Linked DNA regions of Pan troglodytes: regions 1 and 2 are each linked to region 3. The links are chromatin contacts, called in public HiChIP or PLAC-seq maps. All regions are on one chromosome and are shown on one strand. Each heading gives the region's core, a stretch centred on a gene start, on an enhancer-like site or on the middle of the called end of the contact. The rest is flanking DNA. Distances are from core to core; before and after follow the strand shown. Region 1 holds the start of CHMP2A (charged multivesicular body protein 2A). Region 2 holds the start of MZF1 (myeloid zinc finger 1). Region 3 holds the start of ZNF584 (zinc finger protein 584).

The links. HiChIP or PLAC-seq counts read pairs in DNA pulled down with a chosen protein or histone mark.
Region 1: a contact with region 3 is called in an H3K4me3 HiChIP or PLAC-seq map of stem cell-derived excitatory neurons, with 3 times the contacts expected there. The contact joins the promoter of CHMP2A here to the promoter of ZNF584 in region 3. A contact is called at or near these places in 1 of 7 Hi-C or Micro-C datasets (stem cell-derived neural progenitor cells) and 1 of 1 datasets of contacts at active chromatin or transcription factors (stem cell-derived excitatory neurons).
Region 2: an H3K4me3 HiChIP or PLAC-seq map of stem cell-derived excitatory neurons shows a contact between it and region 3, with 4 times the contacts expected there. The contact joins the promoter of MZF1 here to the promoter of ZNF584 in region 3.

The regions. Positions count from the first base shown.
Region 1 is chr20:61,499,041-61,503,086 of NHGRI_mPanTro3-v2.0_pri, reverse strand. It overlaps CHMP2A (charged multivesicular body protein 2A), which reads left to right and starts at 2,092. Exons shown (of 6, transcript XM_003316765.6): 1 at 2,092-2,816; 2 at 3,571-3,762. The coding sequence starts at 3,595. UBE2M (ubiquitin conjugating enzyme E2 M) reads left to right here. Exons shown (of 6, transcript XM_016937020.4): 2 at 648-742; 3 at 875-913; 4 at 1,015-1,118; 5 at 1,426-1,489; 6 at 1,576-2,092. The coding sequence ends at 1,716.
Region 2 is chr20:61,517,491-61,521,608 of NHGRI_mPanTro3-v2.0_pri, reverse strand. It overlaps MZF1 (myeloid zinc finger 1), which reads left to right and starts at 2,800. Exons shown (of 6, transcript XM_016937019.4): 1 at 2,800-3,070. It overlaps LOC134809136 (a long non-coding RNA gene), which reads right to left. Exons shown (of 6, transcript XR_010153997.1): 5 at 3,302-3,547; 6 at 2,560-3,208.
Region 3 is chr20:61,336,799-61,340,573 of NHGRI_mPanTro3-v2.0_pri, reverse strand. It overlaps ZNF584 (zinc finger protein 584), which reads right to left and starts at 1,756. Exons shown (of 4, transcript XM_016937003.4): 1 at 1,611-1,756.

The DNA.
Region 1 (4,046 bases), core at 843-3,342, 160 kb before region 3:
CCTGCCTGAGTCACAGCAATTTGGGGTTTGGGGTGACAGGTGGAGGAGGGAAGGTTAATGAGTACCAGGGATTGGAGACAGGGGTGAGGGGAAATTTAGGCTATTGTGCTGTGAACCTCAGAGTCAGAGGGGGTGGGGTAGGGTGGCGGGGGTTGGGGACTTGAGAGTGTGGGGGTCAGATGGAAAGCTGGGTCTGAGAGACAGAGAAGAGGAAGGACAGTGAGGACTGAGGGTTGGTGGGGGTGGGCAGGATCTTTGAGTTTGGGTGAACAGGTAGATACTGTAGAGTGGAGGTCATGGATGGGGAGCCTGGGGTTTAGGGCGGTCAGAGGATGTTTGGGAGTGGGGGCATTTGGGAGCTGTGGATACAGAAAAGTTGGGGGTCACCCTGGGCCAGGAGTTGGGACACGCATACACAGCTGAACATGCATGTTTGGGGTATGCTGTGTATCCACAAGAGCCAAGCTGGGGAGCAAGGAGAGGGCTGGAGGTGTGGAGCACAGCCCAGGAGAGGCGCCTGGGGGTCCAGGAGGAGACGATGGGGACTCTGCTGACAAACACCCGCCCTAAGTGTCCTGCTGGCTCCCTCTCTCTCTCTCTCTTCCCCTCCCTCTTTCTGTTCCCGACTCTCTGCTACCCAAACCCAGACATAAACGAGCTGAACCTGCCCAAGACGTGTGATATCAGCTTCTCAGATCCAGACGACCTCCTCAACTTCAAGCTGGTCATCTGTCCTGATGAGGTGAGGGTGCATATGGCTGAATTCCCAGGAGCAAACCAAGGGTGTCCCCACTGAGAGGAGGGAGACATGTTCTGCCCATCGGGCCCCGCAGGATGGAACCCTAAAATTTTCTTCTCCCCCTTTTCCTCCCAGGGCTTCTACAAGAGTGGGAAGTTTGTGTTCAGTTTTAAGGTGAGTCCCAGGCGGGCAGGGATGGCTCCCTGGACAGAGGAGGCAGCAGCTGAGGCCCTTCCAGGCACCTACCCATCTCTCTTTTCTTTTCCTGGAGCCAGGTGGGCCAGGGTTACCCGCATGATCCCCCCAAGGTGAAGTGTGAGACAATGGTCTATCACCCCAACATTGACCTCGAGGGCAACGTCTGCCTCAACATCCTCAGGTGAGGGCACTGGCCCTCTACTGCCCTCCTTGGCCCTGCCTGCCAGGCCTCCCTCATGGTCTTGTGGGCACTACATCAGACTCTGTCCCTTCCCACCCCTTTGTTGTCTGTGGTTTCTTGATTTCCCAGTCATCTTCCTCATGGCCTGACCTTGGTTTTCTCCTTGGCCTGTCCTGCTCCACACCCTCCCTCCCAGCCTCTCACATGCTCACTCTCCTATGCCCTGGATCTGACCTGCCCAATACCAGAGGGGCCTGTGGCAGTCTCCCACTCACCAAGCCCTGACCCTGATGCTCTCTGTCCACAGAGAGGACTGGAAGCCAGTCCTTACGATAAACTCCATAATTTATGGCCTGCAGTATCTCTTCTTGGTGAGTAGGAATAGGTGGTTGGGTCTGGGGAGATTGGCCTTCTGTCCCTCTGGCCTGTTGACCCCCCCTACCTGTACTGGCCACAGGAGCCCAACCCCGAGGACCCACTGAACAAGGAGGCCGCAGAGGTCCTGCAGAACAACCGGCGGCTGTTTGAGCAGAACGTGCAGCGCTCCATGCGGGGTGGCTACATCGGCTCCACCTACTTCGAGCGCTGCCTGAAATAGGGTTGGCGCATACCCACCCCCGCCACGGCCACAAGCCCTGGCATCCCCTGCAAATATTTATTGGGGGCCATGGGTAGGGGTTTGGGGGGCGGCCGGTGGGGGAATCCCCTGCCTTGGCCTTGCCTCCCCTTCCTGCCACGTGCCCCTAGTTTTTTTTTTTTTTTAACACCATGTGATTAAGGTCGGCGCTGCCTCCCCCGACCCACTCAGCGATGGGAAATGAATTGGCTTGTCTAGCCCCCCTGCTGGGTGCTTGTTCAGCCCCCACTCTGGGCTGTGGAGTGGGTGGGCAAAGGGCCTGGGTAGCTGGGCCCAGGCAACCCACCCCTCCACCTCTGGAGGTCCCACCAGGCTATTAAAGGGGAATGTTACTGCATGGCCTCTGCTTCTTACTTCTATGGGGTGGGAGGGGCAGCTGAGGTCCATTAGGGCCTGCAAAGCTGGGGTGGTGGAAGGTGTGGTCACAGGTGGCATTGGAGCACCCTACAACAGGCTGCCCAGTGCCTGGGGCAGCTCTAAAGTTGGTGGGGATACCAGGACTGTGCCTGGGGTTGGTTGGGATGAAGCCTACTCTAGGATGAGAAGCGTAGGCAGGATCCAGTGACCTGTGGCTTCCTGGCCAAGAGGCCAGCACAGTGGAAGAAACAAGCCATCTCTAGCTTTGCCCCTTTCTTGTGTGGGTGGGCCCACCGAGGAGGAGGAGCCTTCTGAGGCTCCTTCTATCTGAGGCCTCAGGCAGAAGTCAAGGTCTCACGAATAAGCTGGGTCCTCAAGTGGAGGTTGGGTGGAAAGCGCCCACCCCGGTACTGGCTTGGGTGACTCGGGCGGGACTCAAAACATGAAACACTCGGACGCGCAGAGGAAACGGGAGCTGTTGCGCATGCGCTCGGACGCTGGCCCGTTCCAGGGCACGTGCGCACGCGCGCTCCTGGAGTTTCCCAACCTTCCGGGTGCGGGCGGGGCATGTTACGTCACGTCGTTTAATCCGGAAACGGCGGCGGAGGCGACAGGACCAAGGGGCCTTAGTCGGTGGGCAAGTCGGGGATCCCAGAAAGAGAAGCGTGACCCGGAAGCGGAAACGGGTGTCCGTCCCAGCTCCGGTGAGTGGCCCCTGCTGGACCGTGGATCCCGGGCGGGCGTGCGGGCGGCAGCGTACGAGGCCTTCTACTCGCCCGGGTGTCCGGTGCCTCGCTTCTCCCTGGGACCCTGTCGTCAACATCGAGGTCTCCAACACCACCTTGCTTTGGTGCCGGGCCCACTGACTCTCTCCTCGGTGTATAGTGCGACCCAATCTCCATCATCCCGTCCTCAGTGTACAGGATGCCCCAGCGCCCCCAACCGTGTCCCTCAGCATTCAGGGTCCCCAAATCCTAATGCCTTGTCCTGAGCTTCACAGCCCCACATTCACCTGTTCTTGGTACTTAGCGTTTCCGCCCATCCTGTCCTCCTCTATCAGAACCCCCACAATTGCTCTGTCCTCGGTGCCCACAGTCCCCAAAACACCAGTGCACCGGCCCGCGTCACCCCCCGCTCTCAGTCGTATCAAGGACTCCAGGGCCTCACCCATGGTTCTGGAGAGGGAAGCTGAACTTGCAAGCCGTAACTTCTGTTGGGGCATGGCGATGAAGGAGGGGTTCAGGCCAGCACTTGGATAATTTTCAGGTCTACCTGTCCCCCTTTATGTGTCCCCGGGACAATCCCAGTGTTCTCAGCTGCTCCTTTTTGGCCCCTCATTCCTGCCTCCAGTCTCCGTTAGCCCCTTCCCATTTGGCAAGGCTCCCGTGACCCTGTTCTGCTTCTTGCCCTTCCTGGGCCCCATGCCCTACAACTGGGCCTCACTCACATCTGTCTCAGGCCTGCCAGTGAGCTTCTACCATCATGGACCTATTGTTCGGGCGCCGGAAGACGCCAGAGGAGCTACTGCGGCAGAACCAGAGGGCCTTGAACCGTGCCATGCGGGAGCTGGACCGCGAGCGACAGAAACTAGAGACCCAGGAGAAGAAAATCATTGCAGACATTAAGAAGATGGCCAAGCAGGGCCAGATGGTGAGTGTGGGTGGTCAGGGGCAGGTTGCTGTCAATCAGGCACGGCTCTAACAGCAGTGAACAAGAGAGACCAGACACCAAACACAGGTGCTTTCAGCAAAACGAGTGGAGTGAAAGGTCAGCAGGGCTTCCCTAGTTTGAGGGTCTGGAAGGCTGCGTCCAAGGAACTGGTATGAGATCCAAGGCTTGAGTGATGAGAGTGAGCCTACAGATCTGGGCAGGGAATGTGTTAAGCAGACAGAGCAGCAAATGTTAAAAAAGAGCCTCGAAAAAATGGGAGATGA
Region 2 (4,118 bases), core at 1,551-4,050, 180 kb before region 3:
AGGAAGGGAGGGAGGGAAGGAGGGAAGGAGGGAGGGAGGGAGGGAGGGAGGGAGGAAGGGAGGGAGGGAGGAAGGGAAGGAGGGAGGGAGGAAGGGAGGAAGGAAAAAAGGAACAAATGCCGCCTGACCGTTCTTTGTGGAATGACTACACCTATGATGAGTACCTCCATGGACCATGCACCTGCCTTGAAACAAGGAGGCACAGCACACAGGGCTCTCAGCTAGAGTGACAGGGAAAGGTGGGTGGACATGGGGAAGGCTCAAACTCAAGCTTTGAAATCGGGGAAAGCCCCGAAATCTGAACCACTCTTGGGCCCATCCTTCTCTCTCCCACATTCACACCTTCGCCTGCGCTCCCATAATTGCAAATTAATTCATCCACACATCCACACATTCACACATTCTCTCCCTCCCACTCTCAACAGGCAGCCCCAAGCCCGGGGGCCTCACGAAGTCTGGGTGGATGACCAAGCTCCTCCCTCGAGACTACATTTCCAAGACAGAGGAGGGAAGAGGAACGAACAGCGGACACGCGCTGTGAGGCCGAGAAGGCCCGCAAGGGACCTTAGGGCCGGGCGAACACGCCCCCACGAAGATCTGGGCCAAAGAACTCCTCGACCCAGGAGGGACCCAGACTCAGATCAGCACCTGCGCAGTATGGTCTGAGGCGGGTACCGTCCCGTCTAGCGGGTCTACATTTCCCAGAGAGCCGTGGGGCCGCCGAAGGCTCCGATTGGCCCACTCGGGTGCGTGCCAGCTGCGGACACAGTGGCCTCATATCCCAGTTCCCCGACCGAACCAAGAGGAGGGGCTGCAGCTCCTGCCCCGAAGCCGGGGCCCCAGCGCGGCCGATCAACCTCACCTTCGGGTCGCAGTGCGAGCCGTCTGCTTTAGCTGGGCTGGCGGGGCTTCGGCCCTTCCCCATCGCCCCGCCTCACAGTGCAGTTTTCCGGAGGACGCCGAGCCCAGGGTCCATCTCGGCCGCGAAGGGGGAAGGTTGCCTGGCGACGGCCGGGCAGGGAGGAGGCTGCGTCAGGCCCGCCCCTTGCGACGCTCTCCGCTCTGCGCCCGGCGTCCCGGGTACTGCCGGAAAATGTAGTTTGGCAACGAGGCCGCACCGCACAGAGTCCAGCCAGGGGCGCCAGAAGCTGCTTCTGACCAAAGGCTGGCTTTCTCGCCGCCTAATGTCTCTGTCTTACATCACCCTCCCTTCTTCCTTCCTTTCCTGGGTATGTGTCACTATTTTCTTTTTCCCTGTTTGTCCCCTAGCCCGGAGAACAGGTTCCCTTCAGACTGCCAAATATAATTTCAAAACAGTTAAAAACACGACTCTCAGTGAGCATGTGTCAAAGATTTATTTACCGTACTGAGGGAAGCAGCAAGATGATTCTAGGAAGACAGGAAAGGAAGAATAAACACTGGCCGGCCGCGGTGGCTCACACCTGTAATTCCAGCAATTTGGGAGGCCGAGGTGGGCGGATCACCAGAGGTCTGGAGGTCAAGACCAGTCTGGCCAACATGTTAAAACCCCATCTCTACTAAAAATACAAAAATCAGCCGGGTGTGGTGGAGCAGCCTGCAGTCCCAGCTACTCGGGAGGCTGAGGCAGGAGAATCGCTTGAACCTGGGAGACGGAGGTTGCAGTGAGCCGAGATCGTGCCACTGCACTCCAGTCTGGCAACAGCGAGACTCCGTCAAAAAAAAAAAAAAAAGAAAGAAAAAGAAAAACACTGAAATAAAAGCACAAAGTTGGATACAAAACTGCTTAGTGAGCTACAAAGCGATACACTGGACAGAAAGCATTTGCAACCTATCAACCTGTACAAGGTAGCATATAACTGGACAGCATCTGGACTCCTAAGTTTTCCTAACAGTTTTACCTCGGATTCTCCCTGTCTCTCTTCGTGCTCTCATCTTTCTCTAGGTCTTTGAAAACTGTCAATCCATCTTACTGTATCTCTAATTTCTGTCCCTTTTCTCCCTTCTTGTTTCTGTCCCTCTCCCTTCTTGTCTACCTCTTGAGTCTGGATATCTGCATTTCTTGTCTCTGTGAACCCATTCTGCGTTTCCTTCTTTGTGCCTCTTTCATCTGCATCCCTTTCTGATCTGCCTCTCTCTTGCTAACTGTTCTGACACCTGTTTGCCCGGCCCTGACCCTCTGATCCACTCAGCCCTCTTATAACTTGGACCCGTGTCTCTATGTTTGTTCACTTATTTTCACTGTCTCTCCTCGCGTCGAGTCTCCGGTCCTCCCAGTCTGTGAGTCTGTCTCTCTGTCTCTCTCTCTCTTCCTCCCGCCCGTCCTTCGTCTCTCTTTGCCCTTGATTCTCTGGTCTCTCTCCGTCTCTCCTCGCTGTTTCTATCGATCGGCATCTCTCTGCGCCAGTACCCTTCCCCACCTCCTCATCCCACATGCCCCATTGCATTTTCAACGCCCGCCGCGTCTCCGGGTTACCCAGGCGATGTCGAGTCGTGTCCCCAGGTTACCATGGAGACGTTCAGGGCCCGCCCCTCGCCCATGATCACAGAGGAACGTCATCGCGCCGCGCGCGCACTTACACACGAAGGGCCTGCTGACTACATCTGCCGGAAAGCATCGGGCCAAGCCTTTCTCCATTTTGCGGTCTAGGAAGTAGCAGAGGCCCTTTCCTGTAGGGAGTTGCCATGGAGACGCGGTGGGGCACCGATGGAGTTATAATGACGGCCGTGATTGGTGCAGGATCCTGCTAATCTCAGGAAGGCCCGTAGAGAATTGAGGAAAACGTGGTGGGGGGCATGCGCGATCTGGTAGGCGGTGCTGCCGTCTGTTGTACCCGAGAGGCTTGCGCATGCCGACGCACGGATTCGAGGCGGGGAGCATGGGAAGAAGCGGCCAGGAGTATGACCTGATCATTGCGACCACCGCTAGGGGAAGGGAGGAGAGGGTGTAGAAACGGGGGCGAGGGTGGGGGAAGGGCGAGGAGGCGCTCGAGCTGGTGCGCGGAGCATCCTGGGAGACGTAGTCCAGCGGGAGGGGGAAGTCGAAGACTGCGCGTGCTCAGGAGCGCGGAGCGGCCCGCTGAGCGCAGAGGTGAGGGCGGGGTCCTCTTAACCGGGAGGGCTAGCGTGTGGACGGGGGCGGTGGCTGCAGACTCGGGGATTCCGGCTCCCCAGTGAGACCGGAAGCGCGGGGGACGAATCCGGGCAGTCCTTGCGGGAGCGCCCAGGGCTAGAGCGAGAGGCTTGTCAATCACTACTCGTTGCCACGACGACAGGCTTTGGGAGCCCCGCCCCTGGTTGCCTAGGCGTCGTCAGGACCTACCTTGGCACCCTGGAGCGGAAGTTGCCGCCTGGACTTCTGGGAAGTGTATTTCGGGACCCTCTGTAGGTACCTGCCATCTTGGCTATGACCCAAGTCTCTCCCAGGGTTTCAGGTTGACTTGGCACCTTGAAGAGTGGAGGCTTGGCCCCCAGGATGAGGCGGCCCTCGAAATCGATGCCACCCACGGGGGAATGATTCTGCGGTGCCATCCCCTTCATAAACGCAGATTCCTTCCTAAAGCCGCAGCTGCAGAAGGAACAGCGCGAGGAGGGAGGTCAGCCCCACTTGCAAATGGGGAAACAAGTTCTCGAAGGCACAGTGATCTGAAGATGGGCGGAATCAGAATCTCGGGACTTCCTTGCAGGCTCCTGTTCCAGCCAGTCTTGGAGCCTTTGCCGCCCCCCCACCCATTGCGAAGCTCCCCCATCCCCTTCCAACCCCAGCTAAATCAGGAAGCTGAGATGGGGCATTGCGTAGTGTGATGTTGGGCTTAGAAGATGGAGCTGAGTAGGGAGAGAGGGTGCTGCCTGGGAGCTGAGCCATACAAGTGACTGCACAGGTTGACATGGAGGATTAGGTGGAGTGAGGCTTCCAAGCTGGGAGGGGAATGATGGTGGGGCCCAAATGAGGAGCCACATCGAAGTAGATGAGAGAGTAGAAGGTGAAGTAAGCCCTGGCGTTGGGTAGGGGGAGACGCCAGCAGTGATGCTGATGCCCAGGCTGTAGGTGTATAGATGCCATCCACCTGGTAAAGAGAGAGCTGTAGCGCAGGAATGAGGTTGCACATGTAGAAGAAGGGAAGGATACAGGGGAGAGA
Region 3 (3,775 bases), core at 507-3,006:
TTGATTCAAGTTTTGAGCAATTATGAATAAAGCTGCTATAATAATTTGTGTGGTTTTCGCATGGACATAAGTTCTCAACTCATTTGTGCAAATACCCAGGAGTGTGATTGCTGTATCATATGGTAAGACTATATTTAACTTTTTGTAAGAAACTGCCAAACTGTCTTCCAAAGTGGCTATACCATTTTGCCTTTCTATCAGCAGTAAACGAGAGTTCCCATTGCCTCACAACCTTGCTAGCATATGTTGCTATCAGTGTTTTGCATTGTAGCCATTCTAATAGATGTATAGTAGTATCTCATTATTGTTTCAATTTGCAGTTCCCTAATGGCATATGATGTGGAGCATATTTTCATGTGCCTATTTGCCAGCTATGTATCTATTTTTCTTAGGTGAGGGGTCTATTCAGACCTACGGCCTTTTTTTTTTTTTTTTTTTTTTTTTTTGAGACGCAGTTTCGCCCTTGTTGCCCAGGCTGGAGTGCAATGGTGCAATCTCGGCTCGCCGCAACCTCCGCCTCCCGAGTTCAAGCAATTCTCCTGCCTGTCAGCCTCCCGAGGAGCTGGGATTACAGGCATGTGCCACCACGCCCAGCTAATTTTGTATTTTTAGTACAGATGGGGTTTCTCCATGTTGGTCAGGCTGGTCTCGAACTCCTGACCTCAGGTGATCCGCCCACTTCAGCCTCCCAAATTGGTGGGATTACAGGCGTGAGCCACCGCGCCCAGCCTTGAATTGTACACTCAAAATCGGCAAATTTTATGGTATGTAAATTATTTTTTAAAAAAATCATATGTTTTGAAAGAACAAGTAGATGTCTGGGAGATTCTTTGGAGAAGTACTTAATGTGAAGTTTTCCACAACGATAAAAATGAAAGCACCCATCCCCCTGGTGGAGGGACACAGATCACAGGTAGCTTGTGGCCCCTCTTGGGCACTTCTTCTCCCACCACCCTCTGCTCCTTCTGCAGAGGCTTACAGAGCAGAGGAAACCCCAACCTAGGGCGAGACTCCCAGCTTTGCCACGCCAAGCCGGGCCCCAGGGGAGCCAGTGCGAACCCTAGCCTACTCCCTGGGATGAGAGGACCTCAGCACTAACCAGGTCTGCAAGTGGGTGTGGGGTTAGAGCGGATCAACTATGTGATCCTATCAACCTACGTTCGAATTTGACTGCATTTAAAAAAACACTTTCCCCCCCCAAACGGAGTCTCTCGCTCTGCCGCCCGGGCTGGAGTGCAGTGGCGCGATTTCGGCTCACTGAAGCCTCCGCCTCCCGGCTTCAAGCGATTCTCCTGCCTCAGCCTCCCGAGTGGTTGGGACTACAGGCGCCCGCCACCACGTCCGGCTAAAAAAAAAAAAATCTTTTTTTTTTTTTTTTTTTTTTTTTGAGGCGTCTCACTTTATATAGGATCCTCACGTTATACTATGTGTTTGGATCTGCGTTAAAATGTATTCATAACTATATGATCTGTACTCACAGCGACAGCCCCCAGACAACTTAAGCCCGCGGGGCCGGGGACGAGTCTGTGCCACAGACTCGTCCCCGGCGTGGCGTGGGGACAAAACGCGTGAGGGCGCTCGAAGGGACTGGTCTCTCGCTTGCTGCTCACCTGAGGCCCCGCAGCCTCCTGTCCCCCATCCTGGGGTCCCGCAGCCTCGCTCTGCGCGCCGCAGCCTTTCCTCTCGCCAGTGCCATCGGAGTGCTGGTGCTCACTGTTCTCACCACTCGCTCCCCGAGTTCCCCGCGGTTCCAGCGCCTGTCGCAATCTCCAGCGCAACGTGGTCGTCATGGCAACATCGCCCTCGGGTCCCTGATTGGCCGTCGAGTCTGGCGCGCCTTCCCTGCCTCACTTAATAGGGCTGCGGCACGAAGGCGACGCGCGCGCAGCACAGGCGTGATGAGTTGTTATGGCGACCAGAGTCCCGCCTCTTCAGCCCTACATAGGGCCTCCGATTGGTCCGCGCTTCCCCGAAGGCCTCTCCGCATTCTGGGCGGGGCCCGCCCGGGGCAAGAGGAGGGAGAAAGCAGGGCGGTGACTATGAGGGCGGAGGAGAGAAGTGCGGCTGTGATCTGGGGAAGGAGGGAAACCCAAGGATGCCAGCACGTGCGGTTGAGGTGAGAAGGGATCTTGCAGAACGCTTCCAGGACCCAGATTCGTATGCACGCCCTGCCCAGCTGGTCAGCCTCAGTTTCCCCATCTGTCAGTCTGGACAGTGATGCTCCTAGCGTCCGGCGAAGCCCCGCTCTTGGCCCTTGGTCCCTCCGCCTGATCACAAGAGGGTGCCGCGACGGCTGGGGACGGGTCTGGCGTGGGCAGGGACCTCTCCGACCCTCACTGAGGAAAGAATGGCGGAACCCGAAAACCGGGCCCTGGCGTCCCTCCTGCAAGGTGGGGAGGAGAGCTGGACGGCAGGATTTGGGAAGGGCTTGGGGAGCAGGGCCCCCTGAGGGTGGCGGGGGAGGCAGTGCTACCAGAACCATGGTTCGGTTGGCTCAGCCGCCTGGACCTCATCTGCTCCCTGAGGTTGGTCTTTGCTCCGCACCCTGGTGCGGCCTGGTACACAGAAGGCGCTCAGTAAACACTTGTGGATGAAGGAAAAAGAGAATTTATTGTCGTCGATTTACAGAAAAGAGAATCAAAGGCCGTGCCGTGCTGGGCCCTCTGGCACCCGGCTTCACAAGCACCCAGGCCTGCCAGGAGGAGCAAGTCCGGGGCCGAAGTGCCAAGGGGCAGGGTGTACAGCAGTGATGGGGTGGGCAGAGAGAGGATAGGAGGGCACAACTCCAGCTCTGAAGAAGAGAAAGAGGAGATTGGCTGAGGCTGGGCAAGGGTGGGAGGCGTCCCCCTGGGTGGTTTCAGGCAGCCTCTTTGTTTGAAAGCAGTGGATAGGCAGGCAGACACTGGGCACCAAGGTGGTAATCAGCAGACCAGATGCTCAGCAACTCCTAGACTCAGTCATCAGCCTCATTTTACTGCAAGAGAGAATGAGGCCCCTGGCTCCAAGCTGGTAGAGTGCAGAAGCCACAAAAGCACCTAGGAGCGAGCTGGTTAAGACAGAGAATGCGGCCAGCCCCACCCAATACCCCCAGCCCCACCCCTGGCCTCCCCAGGTCCTCCTGTATTTGTGCAGGCTGTGCCACTGGCCTCAATGCCAGCTCCTGAGCATCCTTTAGGATACAGCTCCCTCCTCCAGGCAGCCTTCCTGGTCTACCCTCAGGCACAGAACATCCTCTCCCTCTTCTGTGCAACACCAGGCAAGGGCCCCTTTCTGACTCCCCTGCTTGGCCCGTCTGGGTCAGAAATACCATTGCACACCCCCACTCCCCTAGGTTGGGTGGGAGAGGGAAGCAATGAGGAGGATCTCTGAGACCCTCCAAAGATATCCCGGTCTGAATCCCTGGAACTTGTGAATCTTTTACCTGACACCACAAAATGGACTTTGCAGGTGTGATTAAATTAATGATCATGAGATGGGGAGACTATCTTGGATTATTCGGGTGGGCGCTATGTACTTGTAGTGTCCTTATAAGTGAAAGAGGGAGGTAGGAGGGTCAGAGAGATCTGAAGATGCTGCACTGCTGGCTTTGAAGGAGCCAGGAGCCAAGGAATGCAGCCCTAGAAGCTGGAAAAACTAATGAAATGAATTCTCTCTTAGAGCCTCTAGAAAGAAATAGCCCTGTGGGCAACTCAACTTTAGCCCAGTGAAACCGATCGTTGACTTCTGGACTGCAGAACTGCAAGATAAGAAGTGTGTGTTTAGCCAGGCATGGTGG